Linked DNA regions of Podarcis muralis: region 1 is linked to region 2. A link is a contact called in public Hi-C data. All regions are on one chromosome and are shown on one strand. The core of a region is the stretch at or near the end of the contact, and the rest is flanking DNA. Distances in the headings are between cores, read along the strand shown. Region 1 holds the start of DYNLT3 (dynein light chain Tctex-type 3). Region 2 holds the start of RPGR (retinitis pigmentosa GTPase regulator).

What was found. A called contact is a pair of places that touch in the nucleus more often than the background predicts.
Region 1: a Hi-C map of tail shows a contact between it and region 2, with 3 times the contacts expected there. The contact joins the promoter of DYNLT3 here to the promoter of RPGR in region 2. A contact is called at or near these places in 2 of 3 Hi-C or Micro-C datasets (blood and tail).

The regions. Positions count from the first base shown.
Region 1 is chr4:60,085,217-60,092,129 of rPodMur119.hap1.1, forward strand. DYNLT3 (dynein light chain Tctex-type 3) reads left to right here and starts at 1,703. Exons shown (of 5, transcript XM_028727416.2): 1 at 1,703-1,885; 2 at 3,711-3,752; 3 at 4,985-5,108; 4 at 6,074-6,151. The coding sequence starts at 1,856.
Region 2 is chr4:59,940,684-59,947,109 of rPodMur119.hap1.1, forward strand. RPGR (retinitis pigmentosa GTPase regulator) reads left to right here and starts at 2,154. Exons shown (of 18, transcript XM_077927383.1): 1 at 2,154-2,279; 2 at 3,910-4,035; 3 at 6,048-6,140. The coding sequence starts at 2,252. OTC (ornithine transcarbamylase) reads right to left here and starts at 2,175. Exons shown (of 10, transcript XM_028727410.2): 1 at 814-2,175. The coding sequence starts at 890.

The DNA.
Region 1 (6,913 bases), core at 453-2,952, 140 kb after region 2:
GCCAAGCCCCTTTGACAATTTTTGATGTTGAAGGATGTTGCTAGGCTGCTTAATTGCCTTAGTGTTTTTCTGGTGTGAACACTGTTGTTTCAGAATACTATTCACAATACAACCTCTGTATTGCATCTGTGCTGAACAATTATTAGATGCTGGGAAGTCTTTTGTTGTATTAGGGTAGCTTAGTATTTGCAATTAAGGGCTTTTCTTTCTCTGTGTGATGGGGAGCACCAAGCACAGAGATATGTAGGCAAAGTCAGATATCATGGCTATTTTTACCACACCTCTGGAGCTGATTTTTGCCACCACTGTAAACAGAACACTAATGATAAAGAATTAGCCATGGTTTTTACAAAAGATCATTGGTCCTTTGCAATCACTATCTGGTCACCAAGGAGAGATTCTTACAACCATTTTCATATCAACACAAGAAGTCATTTTAATTGACTTTACTCATGACTCAATCCTGTGAATTCCAGTCCTGTGCATGGTTCAGTACTTGTTGATTCAAGCCACTTTAGCAAAGAAAGATAGATTAAAGGTGGTTCTGCCCACTGGAAGCTAATGCAGACTTACTCCAATCTTTACGGTATCTGTACTGGATTTGAAATTGGTTTTGTATTTTTTGTTGTTGTCATTTTCCCTACTTTTATGTTTTATGTTTAATCACTTTGGGATATTTCATGGGAAGTAATTAATAAATGAAATAAAAATGATCTTTGACTCATAATTGGGGCATCTTGGGAGAAATTTTGGCCCTGGGTGAGTTAATACAAAACACTAAGAATATTTTTGCAGGGAAGCCTGCAGTAATTCCTTCCCATCATATATTCAAAAAACCCATATCTTTAAATGGAAACACCCTACTTCTTCCCTGTTCAGAAGTATGATTGGGCTGCAAGGAAAAATACTGGGACGTCATAGAACAACCCTTGCCTCCCGCAAGCCCTCCAAACTGGCAGGAGCAGAGGCGCCCCCAAGAAACATGGCAGCAGAGACTAGGAATTAGTCTAATTGGAATTAAGTGCACTGCCACTTGCATCCCTTTAGCCTGGGGCCTAAAGGAGCAGGGAATGGAAGTCAGGAAAGTGTATTTCTATTTTATGTTGCCCCTTTGCCCCTTAAAGGGTCATATGAGTGGGACAGACCTCAGTTATGGACCAAATCTCCATCTTCCTCTCTTTTTTTCTTTGTCACTTTCCCATGGCAAACCAGGTTCAAAGCAGCTAACAGCAACATCACAGGCAATATATGGCAACTATGACACCCCTGCTAAAAAGTGTTGGGGCTGAAGTCCACCTAAAGGCTATGCCCTTTGCCCCAAAACGTTTTATCGTCATTCTGCGTATGTACGTACACGTGTATGCCCTGAAAAGCCGCGTTGAGCCTGAAAGTGGCAGGAGACGTTTTTCTTCACAAATACTCCAGCACTCAGCCCTGGTATCGAAGACAGATTTCAAGAATGAGCCTCGACCCTGCTAAGAATCAAGTGTTGTTTCCAGATGGGGGGGATGTCGCAAACGGGTGGCTGGCACCTTAAATAATCGGATTTTCCATGGTGAAGAGGGGGAAACGGGGGGCTGCTGCTTCGACGTCGTGCGGGCGCTGGGGGAAAAAGCTTGTTTGCGTCGGCAGCGCAGCTCCAGCGACAGGCGCGTGTGCGCGAGGCCGCGGCATCTTCGAGGGAGCCTCCAGTGCTTCCTTCAGACGGCAGAGGGAGCTGGCGGAGGAGGAGGGGGTGGCGCCATTCTTTGCGCACCTCCGGCTTAGGGAAGGTGGAGCTGCGGAGCAGGGCGAGGACCAGGGCCGCCTCCGCCACTGCCGGGAATAGGGACGCGCCGCCGCAGCTCCTGGGGCCATGGAAGAGTTTCACCCCCATAACGACGAGGTAGTACGGACTTCCCCCTCCTCCCCCGGCCAGCGGGAGCGGGGCGCCCTCCTCGCCCCAGCCCAAGCGCCCTGTCGCCCCGGCGGGCAGCAGTGACCTGGTTTTTCCTCGTCGCAGCGCAGGGAAGGATCTGGCGCTTGGCCGTGGCGCGCGCTTCTACTTGAGTAATTAGGTTAGGGACCCCCGACTCCAGACACGCGGGGGCGGAGGCGCCTCCCGTTCCTGCCACCCGCTTTAAAGCGTGTGCGTGGAGGGGGGGGAGGAGAGGGGCGCAAAAAAACCCCCAACAACAACCATGACTTCGTAAGAGGCCGGCTTGCGCTTTTCAGTCTCGCTCCGACGTGGGTGGGCCTGGTCTGCATAAAAATGTCACCTGGCTCAAGGCTTTTTTTTAAAAAAAATATTTATTTATTTTGTGTACGTCTCCACCCAGCCAATCGCAAGCGCCGCTTGTGGGATCGTAGGCGGGGGAAGCTTGGTCCGCCCAAGAATGCTGTCATTGCGACGCCGGTCCTCACGTGGACGGGGAGGGTTGCGCGCGCGCGCCCCCGCTGCCAATTGAGGCCACTGCAGAATAATGGCAGACGGTGGTGGTGATGGTAACAAAATAGGGTAGTGAAAAGAGCCTGTCATTGCTTTGAAGTCCAATTTGGAAGTGCAGTGGATTCCAAGGTTAAGGCCAAGGGAGGATGGAGGAGGGGGTGGGAAGAGGAGCGCGTCAGACAAGAATCCCGTGTTTGAGTGCCTGCCGCCCTCTGCACACAATTGAAAAAGGAGAGGACAAAACCTCATGCAGGTAGAGAAGGATGGTGTAAAAGAGAAAGGGTAGCGCTCTCCCTGGTATGATGGGTTTTTATGTGTGCATCCAGGGAATCTTTCTAATGTGGCAGCAGACACACAATTCCTCTGCTCTTTCCCCACTTTCCCTCTCCTGCAGACCCTTCCCTTTGTTGTTATCCCTTGATTCTGTGACATGTTTAGCCTGGTTTTGTTTTGTTTTTAAAAAATTGGAGTTGTATCCATTGCCAAACATAATCAGAACAGACCTGTGTTTAAGCCTATTTAATTTCAGTGGGTCTACCCTAAGTAGAACTATGCTGACTACAACCTTTGGAGGGTCTGACTGTCATGTCAAAGCATTTAGGACAGGGGTAGGCAACCTAAGGCCTGGGGGCCAGATCCGGCCCAATTGCCTTCTCAATCCGGCCCGTGGGCGGTCTGGAAAGCAGCGTGTTTTTACATGAGTAGAATGTGTCCTTTTATTTAAAATGCATCTCTGGGTTATTTGGCATAGGAATTTGCTCATTTTTTATTTTATTTTTTTAAATATAGTCCGACCCACCACATGGTCTGAGGAATGGTGGACCGGCCCACGGCTGAAAAAGGTTGCTGACCCCTGATATAGATTTGACATAGACCTTAGATGCTGATGCATGAATTTCAGGACACAGCCAGAAATAGTGTGATTGTAAAATCCATTTGGGACTCTGGTGATTGTGATTTTTAATAACACACTTAGTTTTCAGTAAGATACAAGAACTTGGCATTTATGCAGCAGCCGCATGCATCAAATTCATGAGCTGGTGATATCGCCAGAATAAATGAAGATTATAAATATATGGACCTTGTTTTGGAGAGTTTTGTGGGCTTTTTGAATAAATAAATTCTGTCTTGGTTCATTATTTCTTCCAAAACCTGTGTGGCAGCTGCAATTTTATTGTTTTATATTTTGTATTCTAAAATGCGTAAGTAGCTCTATAATTAAATTTTATGAAGGGTGATAAAAATAATAATTTAATTAAATAAATCTCTTATATGATTACAGATGACCTTCAATGCTGAAGAAGCGCACAGTGTTATTAAAGATGTAAGTTGCACATTTTAGTATACAGTACAGTATTTATGTATTTTGGTGACAGTTTTCTGTTTCCAGGAATAATGGGTATCCCTGAAAGACTTGCACCAGACATCCTGTCTTGCCTATTCAAAACTGAGTCCCACTATATTTAGTGGGGCATCCTCCCTTGCTGGGTTTAATATTGCACTCTTGAGTTGCAGTCATATGGACGTCTATTGGGAATATAGCTAATTGAATCCAATGGCGCATTTTTCTGAATAGACGTGCATAGGATTGCACTAGCAAGATTCAAACTCTTTATACTAAATTTTCAATATTGGATGTTTATTTTGTACATTCTAATAGCAAGACCAATGGATTTGATCATACTCTCTTGCTGACAGAAGAGGGTGATTTTTGCTAATTCACCCCCCCCCCCGCAGTCCTCTGACAATCTGCTCCTCTGACAATCTTCTCCAGGGAGTGTGGACATTGTGGAACACTGGGAGGTGGCAGTAGGGCCTGCAAGGGGTATAAGGGGGAAATCACTTCCCCTACTTGTGCTAGAGGGAAGCCTCTGTTGTACTGGAATCATTCCATGAATGGAAGGAACCCTTTTGATTCATGAAAATAAACAATTCTGGATACTGCCTTTTATAACACTCCACTGTAATGTTAAGTAGCGCTAAGTGTTCTGTATGTGTTCTGTTGAATTCTGCTAACCCGCCCCCGCCGTAGAACACAATTTCTAATGGTGACTGAGATGGCAGTCCTGTGCAGGTGAGCTGTTTAACTGCCCTTGAAGTCAATTGGATTTATTTCTGTAGCTGTTATGTTGACTGTTGTTTGATTGTGGCCCACGGCAGAGAAGCTGCTCAGTATACTGAGGCAATAGGACCACCCTGTCTGAATTTCAATGCTGCAGCAACTCAGAATTGTAGCATTTACAATAATATATCCAGCTCAGCAGGATATTTTAGTCCTGTTGGGAAAGAAATTCAGATTATTAAAACGCTCTTCTGGATTCTGCATGTTTGTTACATGACTCTTACCACTGAGATGGGAATGGTGTAAACAGTTCAGTTACTGATTTATGTGCCTCCATTTAGGAGCTCTAGCCTAGGAAAAGAGGCAAATGAGAATCTCTTTCTGACATTTGAGTCCCTTTACATAACAAAGTGGGGCTGGCTTAAAAGTATATATTTTTATACTACTATCTATTTTTAATACTTGTATTTAATCAGATTTTTATTCCTTTTTAGTGTATAGAAGGTGTTCTGGGCAAGGCAGATTACAATCACGACAATGTCAATCAGTGGACTGCAGCTATAGTAGAACAATCTTTAACACAACTGGTAAAATTGGGGAAAACATACAAGTACATTGGTAAGATTCTGTGCATATATGCAGTTAATATTAATTTTACAATTAATGAGGAGAAAATGATTTCAGGCCTACTTTTGTTAGTAAAGGACCCCTGACAGTTAATTCCAGTCACAGACGACTCTGGGGTTGTGGCACTCATTTCACTTTACTGGCTGAGGGAGCAGGCGTTTGTCCGCAGACAGTTTTTCTGGGTCATGTGGCCAGCATGACTAAGCCGCTTCTGGCAAACCAGAGCAGTGCACGGAAATGCCGTTTACCTTCCCGCCAGAGTGGTACCTGTTTATCTACTTGCACTTTGACGTGCTTTCAAACTGCTAAGTTGGCAGGAGCTGGGACCGAGCAACGGGAGCTCACCCCATCGCAGGGATTTAAAACACCGACATTCTGATCAGCAAGCCCTAGGCTCTGTGGTTTAGACCACAGCGCCACCTGCATTCCTATATAATTTGTTAGTAGCGTGAGGCATATAAGGTTCTATGTGCTGCACCCCACCCACCTTCGTGAAAGCATCGAAGGCAGTTTTGCTCCAATTTATTATGCATTTTACTATAATAATATGGGATGTGGCAGGTTGGCGAGGGGGGTGGGCTCCATTTTCAGATTCCCATGGCATTTATTGGTCATCTGCTGTTGATTATCTGCATCAGAAAATTAGCTAGGCATTTTCAACAGACTTCATAAGCCTAGAATATCAGGGCTGTTCAGGAAGCAGTCCACCATTTTGAGGAGGAATATGTCTCGTGGCTTTCTTAAATAGAGGAAATTTAAAGAAAAAGGATCACGCTTTTGCAGCATAGTGGCAACTTAAATATTATAATTCAACAGAATTTGTTTTTGGGAAAAGGCAGGGGATTTTAATTCATACTTTAACCACCACTTAGTCCTTTCAGTTGTATAAAGGACTAGTGAAGTCTGATTGATTAATCTACTTTATTGATAAACATGAGATTTTGTTCTGTCTTCAGTAACCTGTGCAGTGATGCAGAAGTGTGGAGCTGGTCTGCATACAGCAAGCTCATGTTTTTGGGATACCACAACTGATGGTAAGTGCCTGCCTGCAGAATTGAAGCAAACTACTTCATGAAAGAAAATGACTTTTCACTTATTGTTGTGAAACCTTATGCTGCAGTTGAAAGGCAGTTTGAATTGGCAGCCCACATATAGCCCCCAGGATATAATAGGTATATAATAGGTACTTCCTGAAATTAGGATCATTTCACCCAAACTATATATGTTACCCACTTTCTTTACCCAGGTCCCCAAATGATAAAGAGAGATAAACCTGCTGATAAGGCCAGGCCAAAATTAAAAGGGCTGACCAATCACTTTTGGTTGCATGGAAAAAATGCTTTGGCAGAAGGCCAAGGACTGTTTCTTTAGATGAGTTTAAATCTGACACGGAATCGTTATTGATGCCTAAGTTTGAGTAGTATTTGAACTTCATTCACTCTCTGGATCAAATCTGTCTTACTGCAAGGCATCATGAAAGATAAGAGACTATTCTCCTGGATAGGTGGTGCTTGTTCATGAGGGCAGACATCGTTCAAAGCGCTGAACAGCTCTGGCAGACTTCACTCCTCAGCATGACTGTTCCAAATTCATAGTTATACAATTGAAAGAGAAGAACTAAGCTTAACAAGGTTAAAAAAAAACAAATCACCAAGTAATCATATATGCCAGTACTTCAGTGACCGATGAGACTCGAAGCTGTAACGAAGAAAGAATGTTCATATTGTTGTAACTTTATATTCTTCGTGTTTTGTTCTCAGTAAGTTACTTGATTAAATATACTATGAGACTTGTAA
Region 2 (6,426 bases), core at 904-3,403:
TATTGTTCCCTTCATTTATATGCTCCCATTAAAATTACCAAAATAATAATAACAATTTCCCAGTGTTCTACAATGCACATTCCAATAATAAACAAAAGAAGATCAGTATGCTCACAACATTTGCTTTCATACATCCACATCCACACACCCCAGTAGTCACACAATATCCATTGGTTTTTCCATATCTGCAATAGCTAGGGATTTGAACAATGCCATTCAGATACTGTGGTCATATCAGGAGCCTTCCTAGTTAACATTTTTGCTGCTGCAAACAAGTATTCTGTCAGTATTTAACAAAACAAGTGAAAACAACAAAAGACATTTAACAAAATAATAAATGATTCCAGTTTATTCTTTATAAAGTTATGGTGCCATCAGGGCAGGACTTTGAAACAGAAGTCCAGAGCCCCACTCAGCAGGATGTGCAACAGATATTTCTAAGGGTGCTCACTCCCACCCCGACGAAAAGAAGCCTTCACATGATCACAACTACTCCAGAGAGAGTCGGAGCTATTGATAAATAATAAAATACAATTCTATTGGGTTTGAAATAAGCATGCAAATTTATTTCAAGTATATGAAATTGTCAGACAGCATCTGCAAACAAAAAACAGTGATGGTAATTGCTCTGACATATCAATTTTCCTATATAATTTCTTTGCTTTAGTTTCTTGGTTTATGAATGAATGCTGCTAAGCAACAGAGACAGATTATGATTTGCCTATATCAGCAGTCTTGTAGTTGCTAAAAACTGGAGTAGACAGCCCAGGATGTTCCACCAGCTCTGTTGTTGTGTAGCATTTAAACACTTACCGAATACATTGCACCAGGTGCTTGCTGATCTTGCTTGCATTCCCAACATTGAACAGGGACCGAACATTAAACAGCATATTTACCAAATGCTAAGATATAGTTATAGTCACCTTGTTAAACTTAGGTGAAATAGTGAATGCATTCAGTGAAAGAGCAAAGGTAAAACTATCACGAGACAGTGCTATCTCTAGCAGTTGTGAGATCTGCTCAGGAATTCACGGTATATAATCTTATGCAAATACTATGGATAAGTGTCATTAGTTAGGAGAGTGGCGAAACCCATGGGTTTTGTCCTTAAACACACAGCAAAATCTACAGCCCAGTCGAGGCATTTACTAGGCTGCCAAAGGTCTTCTCATGGGCCACTCCCTCCTCTCCACCACAGAGAGACCTACATGTGATGCCAGGTATTAAGTACAGACACCAAGTCTTACAGGTGTGATGGACTTGCTCCACACAGACTCATAGCCTTACAGAAACCCAATTCATGCAGTCTTCTTTCCTCTCTCCTATTTATGGGGGATAACTATTATATGAATTAGGCATTTATTTATTTTTTAGATTTTTATTTATATGGAAAAAATATACATCAAAAAGAAAGCAAACTGAGGAACTATTCCATGTTTTTAAAAGGCTGACATTCAATAGGTGCAGCTTCTTTCATAGTTAAAGATAGATATATTTAGCCTGGGGGTAGGGCTAGAGGACCCTTGGGATCCCTTCCAACTCTATGAATCTGTGAGTCTTCGATTTCCAACAGTTGGCCAAAGAAAGCCAATGTTACACAGTGCTTCGGACTAAGGAGACTTTGACCAATTCCTGCTAACCCTTGAAACTCGCCGGGTGACCCTGGGCCATTCACTCCTGGGAGTTCCTGCACCTCTTTTTCTAGGGGAGAAAAGCGCTGGTTGTGAGGATAACATTGGCACAGCGAACAATGATCTAACGGGAGGTGGTGTTGTTGTTCAAAGGCATCAATTCTTCGGCGATCAGCCTTCTTTATGGTCCAGCTCTCACTTCCATACATCACTACTGGGAAAACCATAGCTTTAACTCTACGGACCTTTTACTATACGGGAGGTATAAACGTGTAATAAATGAAATGCCCTTGGAAAGTTTCCAAGTGGGAATGCCCCCTGTTCTCGGTGCCCACCATTTTGCAATGCTCATGGAGGAGTCTTGCTAATTGCTATTGAACTATTCAGGCGGTAACTTTCGTAAAAGCAATATTTTGAGGAGGGTTTTTTGTTCCTTTGTTTTTTTAAAAAGAAAACCTCTATGGTACTTGGAGAAGACGCTCTAGCCCGGCTTGCGGCGACTCTCTATGGTCGCTGCTCTAGCGGCCTCCGTTGCTAGTGGCAGGCGGTTTGTTTACTTCCGGGATCCAGGCTGCTCGCGCTTCCTTCTGTCTCCTAGGCGCCTCCCCCTCGAGCCTGTCATGGGGGAGGCCGAGGAGCAGGTGCCCGGTGAGTCCCAGTCCCGTCCCCCCCTCGTCTCGGGAAGCTAGTTGGTTGGTGCCGGCGCCCCTCGCCTGCTTCTGTCGTCATCGGCGGGCCCCGCGAGGCGAGCGCGCGGCAGATTCCCCGCCGCCTCTTGTTGTCTTTCTCTCCTCTCCCCCCACTTTGCTCTTTATTTCCTCCGTATTGCATGGTAGAGGCAGGGAGAAGTAGGGAATTTGCTTCAGACTCAGGAGAGTTTGAACCATTTCCTAGCCCGTGCTTGCTCAGAAGTAAGTCCCATTTACTTCAGGGACTTATTTCCAAGTAAGTAAAACGCCCTCAATGTTTTCAGCCCCATTATGCAGAGTGGCACATTGTATTTCAGGGCGTTATTTTTAGGCCACATGTTTCATTCCAGATGAGTGAGGAAAATGGTTAAAAGGTCAGATATAGGGCCTGTCGCACACTTCTTCATGTAGTGTACACTGGTACCTTGGGTTACATATGCCTCAGGTTACATACGCTTCAGGTCACAGACTCCGCTAACCCAGAAATAGTGCTTCAGGTTAAGAACTTTACTTCAGGATAAGAACAGAAATCGTGCTCCGGCGGCAGCAGGAGGCCCCATTAGCTAAAGTGGTGCCTTAGGTTAAGAACAGTTTCAGGTTATGTACTTAACCTGAGGTACCATTGTATACTCAAACTCGGAACTCGCTCCCACAGCAGGCAGTGTGACTTGGAAGGCTTTTTTTTTAAAAAAAAGAATTGGACACATTCAAGGAGGATATGTCTATTCATGGCTAATAGCCAGAATGACTAGGCTCTGTTTCCATGGTTGGAGGCAATATGCATCTGAATACCAGTTACTGGAAACTGCAGAAGGGGAGAGTGCTCTTCTGCCTGGGTCCTGCCTGCCAGCTTCCCACAGGCTGGCCATGGTGAGAACAGGACACTGGACTAGATGGACCATTGGCCTGATCCATCAAGCTCTTAAAATGTTCCCACTTTGGCCTCACCTGCTCCCAGGAAAACTTTTTAACAGAGCGATACTATTAATGCGCACCCAGAAGCAAATCTCATAAAAGTTCAGTAGGGTTTGCTCTGAGATAACTGTTTAGGATTGCAGCCTTTGTTTGTTTTCTTGCTACTTGTGTTTCCAATTTGAAATAAGGAATCTCACCTGTACCCAACAGCACTGCTTGTCATATCTGATAAAGTATTTGGACAATTTAATAAAATATTTGTCTCTATATTAGCAGAACTTTGGACACCAAGGGCAGAAAAATACACCCAAGGATTTTGGAATCTTAAAATACCTGAAGGGCTGTTACGTAGTTGCGTGTTTCCCCCTGTTTCAGCTTGTAGGTTGCAACCAATTGGTTCAAATTACAAGAACATTTTAGATTAAGCATAAGAACTTCCTAACAGCATGAGCTGTTCAGCAGTGGAGCAGACTGCTTCTAAAGGTGATACACTCTCCTTTTTTAGAGATTTCTAAGCAGAAGGTGAGTGTGCCATAGCAGTGAATTTCCTGCATCAGGACCAAGCTGAACTAGATTACTTTTGAGGTTTCTTCCAGATGCCATTCTCTCAGAAAGAAAGCTGTTAGAAGTAAAGTATGAAATAGAAATATTTAGGCTATTTTTTTCTTTTTTAGAATCAGGTGCTGTATTCACATTTGGAAAAAGCAAATTTGCCGATAATGTGCCTAGCAAGTTTTGGTTTAAAAATGACAAGCCTTTTCACATATCATGCGGAGATGAACATACTTCTGTTGTAACAGGTTAGTGTTTAAGGTTTTCTTTTAATTACTTTCTGTAGCAGCATTTCAGGAAAAACAAGTTAGCATTGTACTAGTATTTTCACAAATTCAAAATATTTTATTGTGAAGGTTCCTGTCCTAATCACACTGTGGTAGCAGTTTGAACCCACTTACTTGAGAGTAAGACCTATTGTATCCAGTAGGATATACGTCAAAGAAAGCATGCATTGAATTGCACTATGAAGGCCAAGTCCTGAGGTAGACTTGGATGTTTATACAGAAGTAACGATGTTTGCAAGATGGTAACATGACCTTCCTGTGTTTGTGAAATGGAAGTTTTATTTATTTATATTTTATTGAAGTAATTTCAATTAAAAGAAATAAACTAATACAGAAAAAAGAAGGAACAGTGAGGGGGAGAAAAAGAACAAAGATATATATAAAAGATATATAGATATACACACACAGACAAAAAAACAACAACTCAATATAAGATACTCCCATACATTCTTATTTAAATTTATATAGTGTTATTATCCTAATACTTACATAAATATGAAATGGAAATTTAGGTTTCATGTTGAGATATGTGCCATGAGCTTTGTTTGCATCTCCCTGGTCTAAAAACTTGAAAATGTATCATAAAAAAGCTGTTTCTTGATTAATTCAAAATTCAGTCTCTTGGTGATTTACTTTATACATATTTATCCAATATTTTCTGTCATCAAGAGAAGGGAAGCTTCTGAGAGCAGCTTGCAATCTCAAAAAACAATAAGCAATAAAGCAATAATTGTATACTTGGTGATAATACCAAAATTCAGCAGCAACTGAAGCCATGCAGTTTACAAGTCATCATTAACCCAGGACTAGAACTGGCTGAAATATGATGATCAAAGACTTAAAAGCAAGTGCTGATGTTCAAAGATCATCTGAACAATCTCTTTGGGAGACCAGTCCACTGGTATCAATTTTGAAAAATACTTACAGTACAATCCTTATCCTGGATCCACTGGCTGTTAGAGTAAGGTTACCAGATTTTTTTCAATGAATCCGGGGACATTTTTCAGCTTCCCACTAAACAAATGGATTTTGTCAGAGGACTGCTTTGTAAATCCGGGGACTGTCCCCGGGAAATGGGGACGTCTGGTAACCTTATTTAGAGTGGGGTGACTTTATAATTATTGTCAGCCTGGATAGCTCAGTTAGAGCATGGTTCTGATAATGCCAAGGTTGCAAGTTCGATCTCCATATGGGACAGCTGCATATTCCTGCATTGCAGGGGGTTGGCCCAGATCAGTGTTCCCCAACCTTGGGCCTCCAGCTGTTTTTGGACTACAATTCCCATCATCCTTGACCACTGGTCTTGCTAGTGAGGGATGATGGGATTTGTAGTCCAAAAACAGCTGGAGGCCCAAGGTTGGGGAACACTGGCCCAGATGATCATGAGGGTCCCTTCGAACCATTGAAGCCAGCTCCACGGGGCCATGGGTGCTTGGACACCCTCAATAATATAATTGTGGGGGCTGGGCACCCAAAAAGTCAATGAGAAAAGCCAGGCGGCAGTGGCCCTGCCTCCAAGAGAAAAGCAGTTCAGCTCTGCCCTCTGCAGCCAGCAAGCGAGGCACCATTTCGGGGGGGGGGGGTGTGTCTCTACCTCTGAGTCTGAGACCCTCACCATGGAAAAGAGTGCCTAACTGGCTGCAGAGAGGAGGAGCCACCAGCGCCCCCCTCCACAATGCAGACATGCAACGTCACACACACATGCCTGCACATGGTGTCTGTGACTTTGCACATCTGCTTTGCTCAGCGGAGACCCACAATCCTGAGGGTGAGATGGCACCCCTGCTTCCAGCTCTACAATATGATTCTGTGTGTTTTTGTAATATTTTGCAGTATATGAAGTGTACATGATTATTATTTGAGCAGGGGAGGATCAATGGCAAAAAGCCAGCCAAAGTTATTTCACATTTTTAGAGAACCTTAAAGCAAACTCATTGGTGATCACCCTTTTCCCCCCTTAATATATTCTGTAGAAAATGGTAAACTTTACATGTTTGGAAGCAATAACTGGGGTCAACTCGGATTTGGAACAAGGAATACTGTCAACAAACCAACTTGCGTGAAAGGTTAGTCTCACATATGTGGTTTTATAACAGATGCCGTAATTGAAAATGAGCGGAAGAATGAACTCAATCGCTAATACTTATGGTGATTCCTAACACCACTACTATAATAGCTCTCACTACATTTGGGACATAGGCACAACTTTCATATGAGAACTTTTAACAGCTATTGCTCCACTTTATTTAAAAGAGAGACAGAGAGAAAGGAAAACAAAAGGCTTTTGAGAATTGAAATAACCACAGTTAGAATATAACCACAGACAAAGCCTTTCAACTACAATTTATGAAA